Linked DNA regions of Oryzias latipes: region 2 is linked to region 1. Evidence: chromatin contacts called from public Hi-C data. All regions are on one chromosome and are shown on one strand. Each heading gives the region's core, a stretch centred on a gene start, on an enhancer-like site or on the middle of the called end of the contact. The rest is flanking DNA. Distances are from core to core; before and after follow the strand shown.

Region 1 (5,844 bases), core at 2,910-5,409:
GACCACTTTGATATTTCGGACCAAGCCTCTTTAGACTGTAGGCGGCGGACATGTGATAGTAAAAAGTAGAAGACGAAAAAGAAAAAGAAGAGGAAGTCCCGTCCTGCTTGTCTAGTGTGAACACCATAGGCTTAAAGTTCAAGAACGTACATCAAATGCCTGATGTGTACACTTCAGGGTGGAAATTACCACAAGGCCACTGAGTCAGAGTCTTTCTCTTTGTTGAGCTGCAGTTCTGTGTCTTATTCACTTCGCCATGGCGACAATGGACGTCTGGTACCTCCATGCTTACTGACTGCCATTAGTCCTGTTTACATTTGCATTTTCTGTGTCTCACCTCCGCACTGCAACTGTGTTCAGTGTTTCTGGGTATTCACTAATACAGGTTCTCTGGGACCCTCCACACCCCCATATATTGTCTGCACCACCATGCTAGTGTCACCACCTTAAAACACAGTAGCATAACTTTCCGCCTCAGTGAAAAAAAGCCTTTGGATGAACGCACAAACTGGTATCGATAAGCAGTCAGCTCTGCCATCCCAGATTTCTGTTGGTATAAAGAGACATTTCTTCTCTTTAACATCCCTCATCTGTCTGTGTGACCAACGGCTCTTTAGGTATTAAAGCATGTAACACGATAACTGGGTTTAAAGACCTAAAATGCTCTCATTATTTCTCTTCAGATGCTGAGATCAACACGTTTTTATCCCCATTTTAGTGCATCGTTTCTTCTTGAATCATCTTTCAAACCACAGCGTGACTCACCAGGACCTGAAACTGCTCTGTTTGTAATTCAGCAGTAACAGCCTGTTACAGAGAAGTAAACTGCACGCAGATGTTTACATGTGCAGCAATGACGTGGAGCAGACTATCACACCCAGCAGCATCCTGCAGTGACCTTATTCTGGTCAAGGCACAAATGTGGACAAAACAAACGAATGAAAAGACTAGTGAGCACCGTGAAACAACAACAGGCACAACTGTTGACATGGATTTGCACTGACGGACAGATGAGGAGACAGAAGAAGAGGAAGGAGACGCCGGAAAAGGACAGAGAAGTGGAAAAGTCAGAACATGTGCTGCCGTCAGTCTGTCTTTTAATCCCTCTGGATTTTTCCTGCCTTCCTTTCCCACGTTCTCAGTGTTAATTGATAAACGCGTGTGGTGGTGGTGTGGGGGGGGGGACCCCATGACTAATCGTTCTGGCTGCTGCTGTGCTGCTGCTGTTGTGTGTGTGTGTGTGTCTTTGCAGGTCACTGAAGTGTACAGGCCCCACCAGCCTGGCACTTCTAAGAAACTGGCAGCTTCACCAGTCTGCTGCGTTTTCACGCCAGCACTTAGATGCTGGATTTTCCCCCCTGAACAGAACCACTCAAACTTTAAGCACCCAGCCAAAATCCAGTTTGTTCCATGACTCAGTGAGCCCCATATGCCTTGACTATTTAAAAACCAGCATGAAATAAGTGTTTTCTTCTATGCACTTGTGCTAAAAAAGAGAGATTGGAAACGCATCAAAACAACTTTCTGTTTTTCTCACTTTCTTCGGTGTATAAGAAAAAAATGAGGAAATCGTGTTTATTTAAACAGATTTTTTTTTCAAGGGAAAGCTAGTGTACTTGTTTTTGGGTACATTTAGTCTGGGACAGAGGAGATTTTAGGGTACAATGCAACTCAGAAATGTGCATATTTGAGAGTTGGATAAGAACAATGCAGTAAATGAAGAATTGAGTGAAAAACAAGGGATCTAGGCACGTGTGACTGAAGGAAATTTGTGCAACTGGTTGACAACTCTTCAAATTTTTAAATTCAGTTTAACCTCATTGTTCATATCTTTTTATTCATTCGTTTAAAGTAAAATACAATTAGGCCTAGTTGTTAGGGAACAGACTTTTTTTGTGGTCCATGTGGTGCCCAAAAAAAAAAGGGAGTTAACCTTTTTCTGTCACTTGTGTTGAATTTCCATTCAGGAATCAAAATCCTTCTGTATTTGCCTTCAGAACTGGCAACTTTTGGGTCAAAAGATGTTTTGCTCCTCGCTACAGCCTTCTGACCTCGTGCCTGCTGGCATGTGCTGTGGCGGCTACTGGACAGGGGTATCTGATACACTTTCTAGCTCCAGAGGGAGCTATTCAGAATCTGATATGTGATGCCACAATGAGAGTGTAGGCGGGAGTTTAGCACAGCACCTGTGAAACAGGGGCAAAAAATGTGTGAAGAGTTAGAAACAAAGACTGTTGGCTCATTAAAGGAGAAATATGACAAAAAATTACATTCCTTTTTTAAAGGAACACATTTCCCATTTAATGCTTTTCTTCACAGCTGTTTGTAGCTTTGGTCACAAAAATCTCCACAGGGTGGTGTTGACACAGACACAAAAGAAATATTCAACCTTTTTTCTGTTATGTTTTTGAAGCTTATCCTGACTTCTCTCGGATTGGAACTCACACTGTTAAACATACACTGAAGAAAACGCAGGATGGTGCCTAACAGGTTCCTGTCAAATATTGTTTCCATACCCATGAAACTAAACTTCAGACTGGAAAGAGGCTTCCTCTGATACCTGCTCAACCTTCACCTGCTTTGATCTACGAGTTGGTATTTTCAAGCAGAAATTCCATTTCCTCCACAATTAATTTCTGGCACTTGTTTGATGCACAACTATCACCAGCACACGGTCTAACTATTATCAGCACTCTTGAAACACTTGTGTTATTACTTCAACTCAGTTCTTGGGTTATTCATGGTGGGATTTATTTTTGGGTTACTTATCAGAATGTTTTGGTTTGTAGTGGTTTCATTTTAACTCAATTTATGTTTTTTTTTTTCTTAACATAACCCAACATAAAGCTTTAGTCCCTTAAATGAACCTGTTGTTTGTCGTTAGTGTGCGGAAGAACTTAACTGCACTCATTTGTAAAACAACAGAAATAAATGTGTTAAATCTTTGATAAAAAGTAAAAAATTAAAATCTTTTGCTTGTGTTTTCAGAGAATTTCTCTGTTTACTGTTCAGATTGCCAATGTTTGGCAAATTACTTTTAAAGAGTAAATGATTACTTTACTTTGGTTACTGCATTAAATTATAATTAAATTACTTTGCTATTTCTCCAATTTAAAACGTAATTTCCTACTCGTTATTTTACTTTTTCTCCTCATGTATAAATGCTCAAAGGAAAAAAGCAAACACAAATCTACAATACAAAAACATAGAGGCTCCATAAGGGCAATCAGTTTCTTTTAGCACCACCTCATTAATTTTAATAAATGAGCAAGAGAAAATGTATATTGTATCGTACATAGTGTGTAGACAGGTTGCTCATTGACACTAGGGCAGTGGAAAGCAGTTCATCTGCAGGACAAAACTCACACTAAACTGAAATATTTCTGCCCTGTTGTTCAACGAATTTAAAATAATTTGAACATCTCCAGTTGCCGAATGCCCCTACGTATTCGTCCACATCCATATTTCCGCTCTCTGCATCTTACTTTAACTCTGCATTGGCATGCGTGTGCATGCATGCATGCATCAGTAACTCTGTTTGTTCTTTATTAGTATCTGTTTTGTTTCATTTACCCAAGAGACAGAGCCAATTGTTTACACAAATTAATTTGTTTGATTAGTCACCGATGGTTTCACTGTCCCAAAATGTGAGTAATGAAGCAGTGAGGATTTCTGCAGTCCAGTAATTGTAAGTTGATTACCTAAATTTGAACTGTAATTTGTTACGTTACTCCGTTACTGACGAGAGTAATTAAATATCAGGCATTTGTTACTTTGTAATTTATTACCCCCAACACTGCAGATTGGGAGTGGGTTGAGCATCTATAAGGTCAAAGATAAGTTTGGTGCATTTATGATTTATTCTTTTGAACTCCAGTAAAATACAGCAAGAAATGTCTTTTTCCAGCTGTATTTTTTCTGCCCCCTCAAAGGTTGACTGACATTCCCCACAGATTCCCAAAGATGAACCAAAAGCTGAAAAGATGTAACTTGTCTTCAGGCATAACCTTATTAAACTGCGGTCAACATTTGCTCGATCTCCGGCCCTTTAACAGTGGACCAATCGTGTGTGACGGTCCCAAACACACCCCTCTCAATCCTGCTCCTTATGCTCTCACACTCAGAAATGCTGCCCCCTTAGTCACACTCTCAACCTCAAGCACCCACACATACTCGTCACACGCACAGACGCCCCCACACGCCAGCCATTGCACTGAGTCACTCATATAGTATCTGCTGACTCACTAGCAGGAAATAAGAAGGCAGGCTGGATCAAACCCGCTGGTTTAGCAATAAAAGTTAAGAGAGTCTGCAAATGTTGTTTTTCTTCCCTCTGGATCTCGAGCTTCAGCTTTTTCAATTTAGTTTGAAGGATAAGAGCCTCCTGGGAAAAAGAAAAACACTATAAGGAGGAATCTAAAGCTCTAAACATCCAATGGCATAAAAAGAACTTTTTAATTTTGTTTTGATTTCATATTTTCTGCACTGGGTTATAAGGCGCATGCTAAAACATACGTTCCACAAAGAAAAAGGTAACAGAAGCAGAGTTTTCGTCATTTTCCATGTCTGAATTGAGCAGTGCTGCAATTTTGCCATCAAACATCCCGTGTTCCCTCCCATCATTGTCAGGGTCAGTCTTGTTGCCAGGTGGCTGTTCAGCTTTCGTGAAACCTCAGTTAAAGCAGACACCTTAGCTCAGTCCATTCACATATGGTGGCCTAACTCGCCCGGCGCTGCTTCCTAGTCTCAGTAAAGGTGTGTCTGCCGTCTGTCATCCATCGCTCCCACGCCGACTGTTTTTTGCTCAACAATCCCTTGTTCAAGTTGGTCTTCAAGCTGTGAAACTCGATTTCCTCTTCTTAATTTAGTGCAGGCCATTTATTTGCTTCCTCAACTTCCAAACCATAAATTCATTGAAGCTTAATTCTTTTGCAGCTGCTCTTTTCCCATTTACAACTGTGTAACTGATAGCCTGTAGTTTGAATTCTGCCTCATAAACCTATCTCTTCACTGGTACCCTTTTTAGGGGTCCTTAAACAAACAAACATTGTTTTTCAGCATACTTGTAATATACCTACTGGTGGAGTGGGGGAGGTAGGAGTTCGAACTATACTTATTAGGTAATGTTCTATAATTGGTTTATCAGACTATTTTTGCCTATTTTTATAATTGGTTTATCACAAAGTTGCGCAACATTTACAGATTTTAGAACTCAGCGAGTCACACCAGTTTACCAGGCACACTGCTAATCTTTGAGAACATTTAAGGCTCTTGGGGGTGCCTTATAGCGTGAAAAATACTGAAAAAAACATAACCTGTCTAACCTGTCTTTGACGAGTCAAAAAAACAAAACATTAAAGTATCACTGTAATCAATTGTTTTGGCCTTTTTCAGTTGGAACTCTGTTAGTTTCACATATCTACAGCATTTCTCAACTGTCAGGGTTTAAAGTGAAGCTCAAAGGAGATGAACTGGCAGTAAAGAGCCTGGTCCAGGGCTGCCTTACAGTTAATTGCTGCAATCATAATAAAAGGCCACTAAATCTCCACTATTAGCCAGTTAAGGACAGGAAACAGAGCCCAGCTTCTCCCCTCTGCGGTCCGTACCTGCGGCCATGTGTGCACATAAACACACACTCTGAGGAATGCACACTTATTTACACCCTGACTGTTTGGGTTGGATTAGCAGGGGCTATTTTTAGGCTGCCATGTGCTTTTTAAAATCCTGCATCGTAAATAGAAGCACTGCTCGTAACTCACAGGGAAATTAAGATTTCTGGTCCTGGACAGTTTGAAGAGTGCCAGAGAGCTGCGGCCCCCAGTAACGAGCTTCTCCCTGGGGGGT
Region 2 (6,082 bases), core at 1,892-4,391, 38 kb before region 1:
GCATGCATGGTATTTCCCAAATTTGAAGTAAGTTGCATCTTTTGTATTGTTTTTGGAGTTGGCTCATCAACCTCTTCCTTCCACAGTTGTGGCAAATTAGCTATTTTAGTCAGGATATTTTACTAGAATTAGAATAAGAAAAAGGCCAGAGCCACAAAAGAACCTCCCATGATGTGACAAAAAGGAATTTCCCCTAAACATGCAAGCACATGAACCGCTGAATGTGACCGGGTTTGGTGTGAAAGAAAGCAAGCCAGTGTGTGTTTTATTGGCATAGGTCCACAGTATGTTGATGTGTTCATGTCAGAGAGTTTCTATTTATCGGCAGTATTGTCTTTGTGTATTTCCAGTGTTAATCACTGTGTGAGTCAGTGTGGCGTCTGTGGCATGACTCTGGTCGTGGCCGCTTCATTAAAATGTTAACCAGGCCACACGGACAATGGCTGCACTGTTCGTCCTGCTGTCCCCTTCAAACTGGGCCGTGTTTCTCTTTCTCTTTTCGTTGTCCTGCTTTCTCACACCCTATCAGTTTTTTTTCTACACCCTCTCAACTCTCTTTATCTTCTGCAACACACATTGACTTTGACTGTTAAAACCACAAACCCGCATAGACAGCCCGACTGTTTTTGTGTTTTTGATTTACCTTCCATGCCTGTGCTACTCTGCCCCCCCCCCCACTCCTTCCCCCTCTGTGCTGCGGTCTTTGTCAGGCTTTCTGAGCTCCAACTTGAAAACATTTCAACTCTGTTTGAACCACACAACTCATAAATCTGATTATGCATAGGCACGCTAATGTTACTGAATTACCTTAACATGAATGTGTATGTGACTCTGTGCATGCATATCTTTATTTACTCTTCAGACACGTGCATGTATGTTTGGTTAGGGACATGTTGTGAAGACTTTATTTTGTGCAGAAAAGCCATAAAAATAATATGCAGTGTTTTAGAGAAGAGACGTGTGTTATTTGGTAGGACATAACTTTAGCGTGGTGGAACTTATCCACAGCAACCTAAACCCTTAAATATTGGACTTCAACATCAACCCACATGAATGAAACAAATACCTATAAGTACTTCAGCAGAAAGGTGATGTCACCTCATGTCGTCAGGGAAGGAACAGGTGCACCTCCTGAAACTGAAACAGGACCTCATTATTCACTAAGCACAACCTCCTGTGAAAACTGATTCAACATGAATAAACATTCAAAATTTCGATCCGTTTGCTTGACAAAACTCTGTTTGTTTTCTGTGCCATAGGAATAGATATCAGTGTTGACTGTGCAAGGTCTACCTCCCATTTAGGCAGCATGCTGTCTGCTCCAGAGTTAAAGCATGATGTTGATTTACATGTCATTTGTAAATAAATATCCCTAAGGTTATGTGTCATCACAACCAAACTAGGTCCTTAGTGTACTGGTCCAACAGGGAAGCATTTCATACCTTCACAATGCACGATGCAGCTCACCGTGATGGCACATAATATGCTGATTAACTCCCATTAAAGGACTCTACCCTGGTATTTCCAAGTAACCTGAGAGATGTTTGGGCAGCACATCCCGTGATAGTAAAGGTCCCACCTTGATCATCTTTTGATCTATTATAAAAGTGTTTTTTTCATTTATAGTTGTACCAATGTTTTTAAGCCAAAATAAATTTTAAAGAAAACAGTGTCATTTTTTAGGACATAGTTTCTGCAGAGTGGCAAGAATTCATTAGAAAGTTGTTGGTGCTCCTTACTCACTTACTGCTATTAAAGAAATAATCAGAAATACAATTTTGAGCTTATTGTTTTTAATCTATGGTATCCTCCAGAAAAATGCCATAAGAGCACATTCAAAATGGTAACAACAAAAATTCATCAGAGTGGGTCTTTAAGGGCATGTATTTTTTGAAAATCAATGAAGGAAAATCTGGAGCCAGATCACTTCAGCAGACTTGTGGTTTGTCACACATGCAAGTTATCCTTAATTTACTTTAGAGTAAAATGGAACAACCTTAAAACATAAACCCTTTTAAACTTCAACACCTTGATTTCAAATAGAAGACAACGGTATTGGTGATGCACTTCATCCTTTAATTTTTCTATTTTCCATTTTTATCTAAGTGGAACTGCTTTACTAGATTTTTTTCCCCAACAACTGACAAGCATGTTTGGAAATGTTGGATCTCACGTGTCTTCATGTTTGCCAAATTTCAAAGGTAGAAGCTCAGTGATGTCACATTTGGCCAAAATAGCGATGATCTAAAACAGGGAGTTTAAAGTAGCTTAATACAAACCAGTGGTCGTACAAACACAAAGCTAATGTATTTTATGTATATGTGGCATTTTGAGAAGCACAGTCATTGGGGAAAAAAGGGGGGGAAAAAGCTTATAGGATTACCTATACAGCAGTCACCAGATTTCTACATCTCCTCTGGTGTCCCTCTAGTGTCAGAGGGACATCATCACTCTTTCATTTCAGCGGCCTCTCTCTTTGCAAAGATGATTGCTGAGCAGCAGCAGCCATTGTCATGCAACTGTGCTCTACAGAAAACCGATTTCTCTCAGTAAACTTTAACCAGGTTTCAGGTTTCCATCATTCCCTACAGTTCTAATGGCTGGGGAAATGATGGTAAACTTTACACCTTTGTTGGGTTTAGTTTGCTTAGACTCACTGGGCAAAAGGAGCATTCGCACTATAGTGAACTGCACCAGAGTTCATATACAAATGAACTGATGCTTACAGTACCAAGGGGTTCATAGTTTGCTAGATTGTTGCTTCCCCAACATAGCAGGTCTGTGGAAATGTGTGTGTGTTTTTTAAATCCAGATCAAAGCTGACAGTGACAGTGCTCTAGGAATTTATTCATAACAAGTTGATAAAAGAACAGCTCAAAAATGCGTCAGCTTAATTTTCTTTATTGATGTCCTCCATCGTGACAAAATGCTACAAGAACATTTTACAATACCAAAAACAAAGTTTTCATTGGATTGGGTCTAAAGGCATTGAACAAAGAGGGCTGTTTCTCAGTGGAAATTGCTGCAGGCTGTTTTTGTTGCTACACCTGACTCTAAAGACTGTTAAAGCAGAAGGGGCAAAGGTGAAAATAGAGATGATGGACAACAACAGCGATGCTGTGAAGATCAAAGTGCAACTGGCCCCCTTTTGCCCCCTGTGAGCAAACGGGTGTCCCCTCCTTTCTTCCACCAATCGTTTGAAGTCTGTAGTTCCTAATTGAGAAACAGGTGGAGAAGGTGCCCAAGTGTGTGTGTGTGTGTGTTTGTGTGTTTTCAGCAACCTGTCTATCAACTTAACAGCTAGACAGCAGTATCCATGTGGCCAATGTGGGCACTCTTCCTCTTCTCTAACCACTGCTTCCTCTCAGTGAGAGGCCCTTCTGCGCCTTTTAACCTCTGCCACTCAAAGACACACAAACACAAGCATATCTGCATGTCAGTGACACAAACCTTAAACCAACCCATTTCAGGGTAACCACACTTTGGTGAATCTTTCTCTCTTGAATCTTTCACATAGTGACTTACCTTTGACCTTGTTACCCTGGAAACATTCGTGGACAGTAATCATGCAACCAAACATGTTGTCAGCAGATTGTGATGGAGGAGTAGTCCACTCCCTGACCACAGTGAGCTGAAAAGATGGAAAAGAAGGAGCGATGGCATAACTTATGCTCATGTTTTAGAGCACAAAAGGATAAAACGTCTGTATCTAAGATCTTTCAAATTGAGCATGCCAAACCCCTTAAGCATGAATGTTTTTTCCTCTTTCACACACACATATACACTCACACACCCACGCTCACTAACTCCTTAGTCACCTACATTTCCACTTTGCAAATTACAGCCTGAATTATGGCCCTCACCAATCATCACACTCATCTGTCACCAGCCCGCCAATCACGGGTCTCTGGGGTGCTTGTCGCCATGCAGGGCGGTCGAAGCCGAATCAGACTGGTCATTTTCTGCTGCAGCCTGTACTTAAAGTCCATGGGAACAGGAGGACGGCCATTCTGGTACCCTGCAGACCCTTGCACAGTTATGGGGGACAGTAAGATTTTTCAAAACACCCATTCCTGTTTGTGTAACATAAGCGCACATAAGTTTTAACTGTTGTATTTCAATACCGCTTTGTTTTGCTCAAAGATTCCTGTTGTCTCTTTTATCGTAAAGAGAAATGATGTCAAGATAAAGCTCAGGATTTTGAGGTGGTGAAGCTCCAGTTCACAGTTTATTAAAATTCTTAATGCTTCTATTATGCAAAGACTAGGAAAATATAGCCATAAATAAATGCATAAAAGTGATCTTCAGCTGCTTAAACGGGGACTGATTTCAAGATACGTGTATCTGTTTTGGTGGATTGATCCCAAAACTGAAGCCAGCAATCTCCAGCAATTTGTAAAGAGAAACGGTCTAATGTTTAAAGAACAACCCATTAAATTTTGACCAGTTTGTAAACACCTCCTGTGCATCGAACGTATTAGTGCTGGAATAGAATCAGCATTAAAGATTGTAGTGTTTGAGTCGGTCTAACCAAACCACTTTTGTTAGTATTGCAGAGTAAGCATTAAAGTTACCACTAAACCTGCATAAAAACTGAGTCCACCTGTAATAATGCAGTTATACCTCGAACCCCCCCCAAAAAAGTTGGAGATGTAGACAAGGACCATTCCAGGTGTGTCTAAACTGCCTAATGATCCTATACGGAACTTTCTAATTGCAGAGAAACCAGCTCAGAGTTTTATGTAGTCATCTGTTTTACTTAAATGGTCTATATTATGCAAAATCCACATTTTTGAGCTTTTAAGTGTATGATTATGTTCTTTCCTCACAAAAAAAATACCCCAAGCCAGTGAGTGTGTGTGTGTTTGCGTTAGCCCCCAGGCTAACGCAAACACACACACTTTCTCTGTGGAGCTAGCAATGATCGACCCAACGCTTTCATTATATATCCACAATATGCACATCCATCTTTGCCAATGTTCAGATGTTGTTTGTTTTCCTGGGGGGAAACGCAGAAAATCTAATGAGGCTGGCTCAAGGTTGGCATCATGAGATGGTCGGCACCCACAAAGAGTGAAAAGCGGTGTCATGGTGCCTCTGGCAGTCTCTCCTCCCCCTCCCCTCTCTGCTCTGTTCCTACATTACCAGCTGTGACCACTCACCTTATCAACCTCCAAACCTACATAGGGAGATCCAGCGCCAGCATTCATCGTCAGTTCGTGCCCCTGATGGTGCTTAGTCTGGTCAACTAAGTTTCTTAGTGTTTATGCCTTGCCTAACCTCACTCTATGCCGTCATCTCCAGGACAATTAAACCACAAGTGGTCACCTAAGTATCCAGTCTTACGGAACAGGAGCTTTTCACATAAACCCGAGGACTCCTCTGCCAGGCATCGAACCAGTATCGAATTCCAATCAAGCCACGAGCAATTACAACCTCCAGCCACGCCACGGGCCATGATCCAGTCACGCCACGAGTCACGGTCAAGTCACGCCACGAGCTACGATCCGGTCACCAGCCTCGACTCAACTACAAACCCACTGAAAAAAGAAAAAAATCTTTTACTTACCTTGTTACTCACCTGTGTATTCCTTCCGGGTTTCAGCATCTGGGTCTGCTTCGCTAAGCGAGTCATGACAGGCGGTGCCTCGGAGATAGAGTTATCTTACGACTAATTAGGAAAATGTCTGCAAAAATAAATCATATTTAATTAAATAATTGTTCTTTAGTTTGCCAAAGGCAATATATGATCAAATATATGGACATAGTTTACTCTCAAGAGCTTTAAAAAGGATGACAATCTAGGCCCTTTAACACCTTTATGGGTCAGCAACAATAAGATACAGTCAGACCAAGCTAGTTTAAATAGCTACAAACTCCAGGCTTTGGATTCACGCTGGACTTGGTGGCTGAAGACCAGGTATATTTGTATTCCAGGTTTACTCAGGAAACATATTTTTTGTGCATTCTCTGCAAAATCCTGTTGTGAATTAGTTCAACATGGCCACCTCTAAAGGGGAGACATTTAATGATGAAAAGAAAGTTCATTCATAACTTGACTAGATACTGTCTTAATTTCAGC

Evidence for each region. Hi-C and Micro-C count contacts between places; a contact is called where the count stands out from the background.
Region 2: a contact with region 1 is called in a Hi-C map of fibroblasts, with 2.7 times the contacts expected there. The contact joins two enhancer-like sites. A contact is called at or near these places in 2 of 5 Hi-C or Micro-C datasets (embryo and fibroblasts).

Annotation. Positions count from the first base shown.
Region 1 is chr15:7,093,691-7,099,534 of ASM223467v1, reverse strand. No RefSeq gene overlaps it. Among protein-coding and RNA genes, the nearest start is that of LOC110016486, 110 kb to the left of the region's middle. Within about 2 kb of position 4,159, at least 4 of the 8 cell types and tissues checked have an H3K27ac peak or open chromatin away from gene starts, as enhancers often do.
Region 2 is chr15:7,130,295-7,136,376 of ASM223467v1, reverse strand. No RefSeq gene overlaps it. Among protein-coding and RNA genes, the nearest start is that of LOC110016486, 70 kb to the left of the region's middle. Within about 2 kb of position 3,141, at least 1 of the 8 cell types and tissues checked has an H3K27ac peak or open chromatin away from gene starts, as enhancers often do.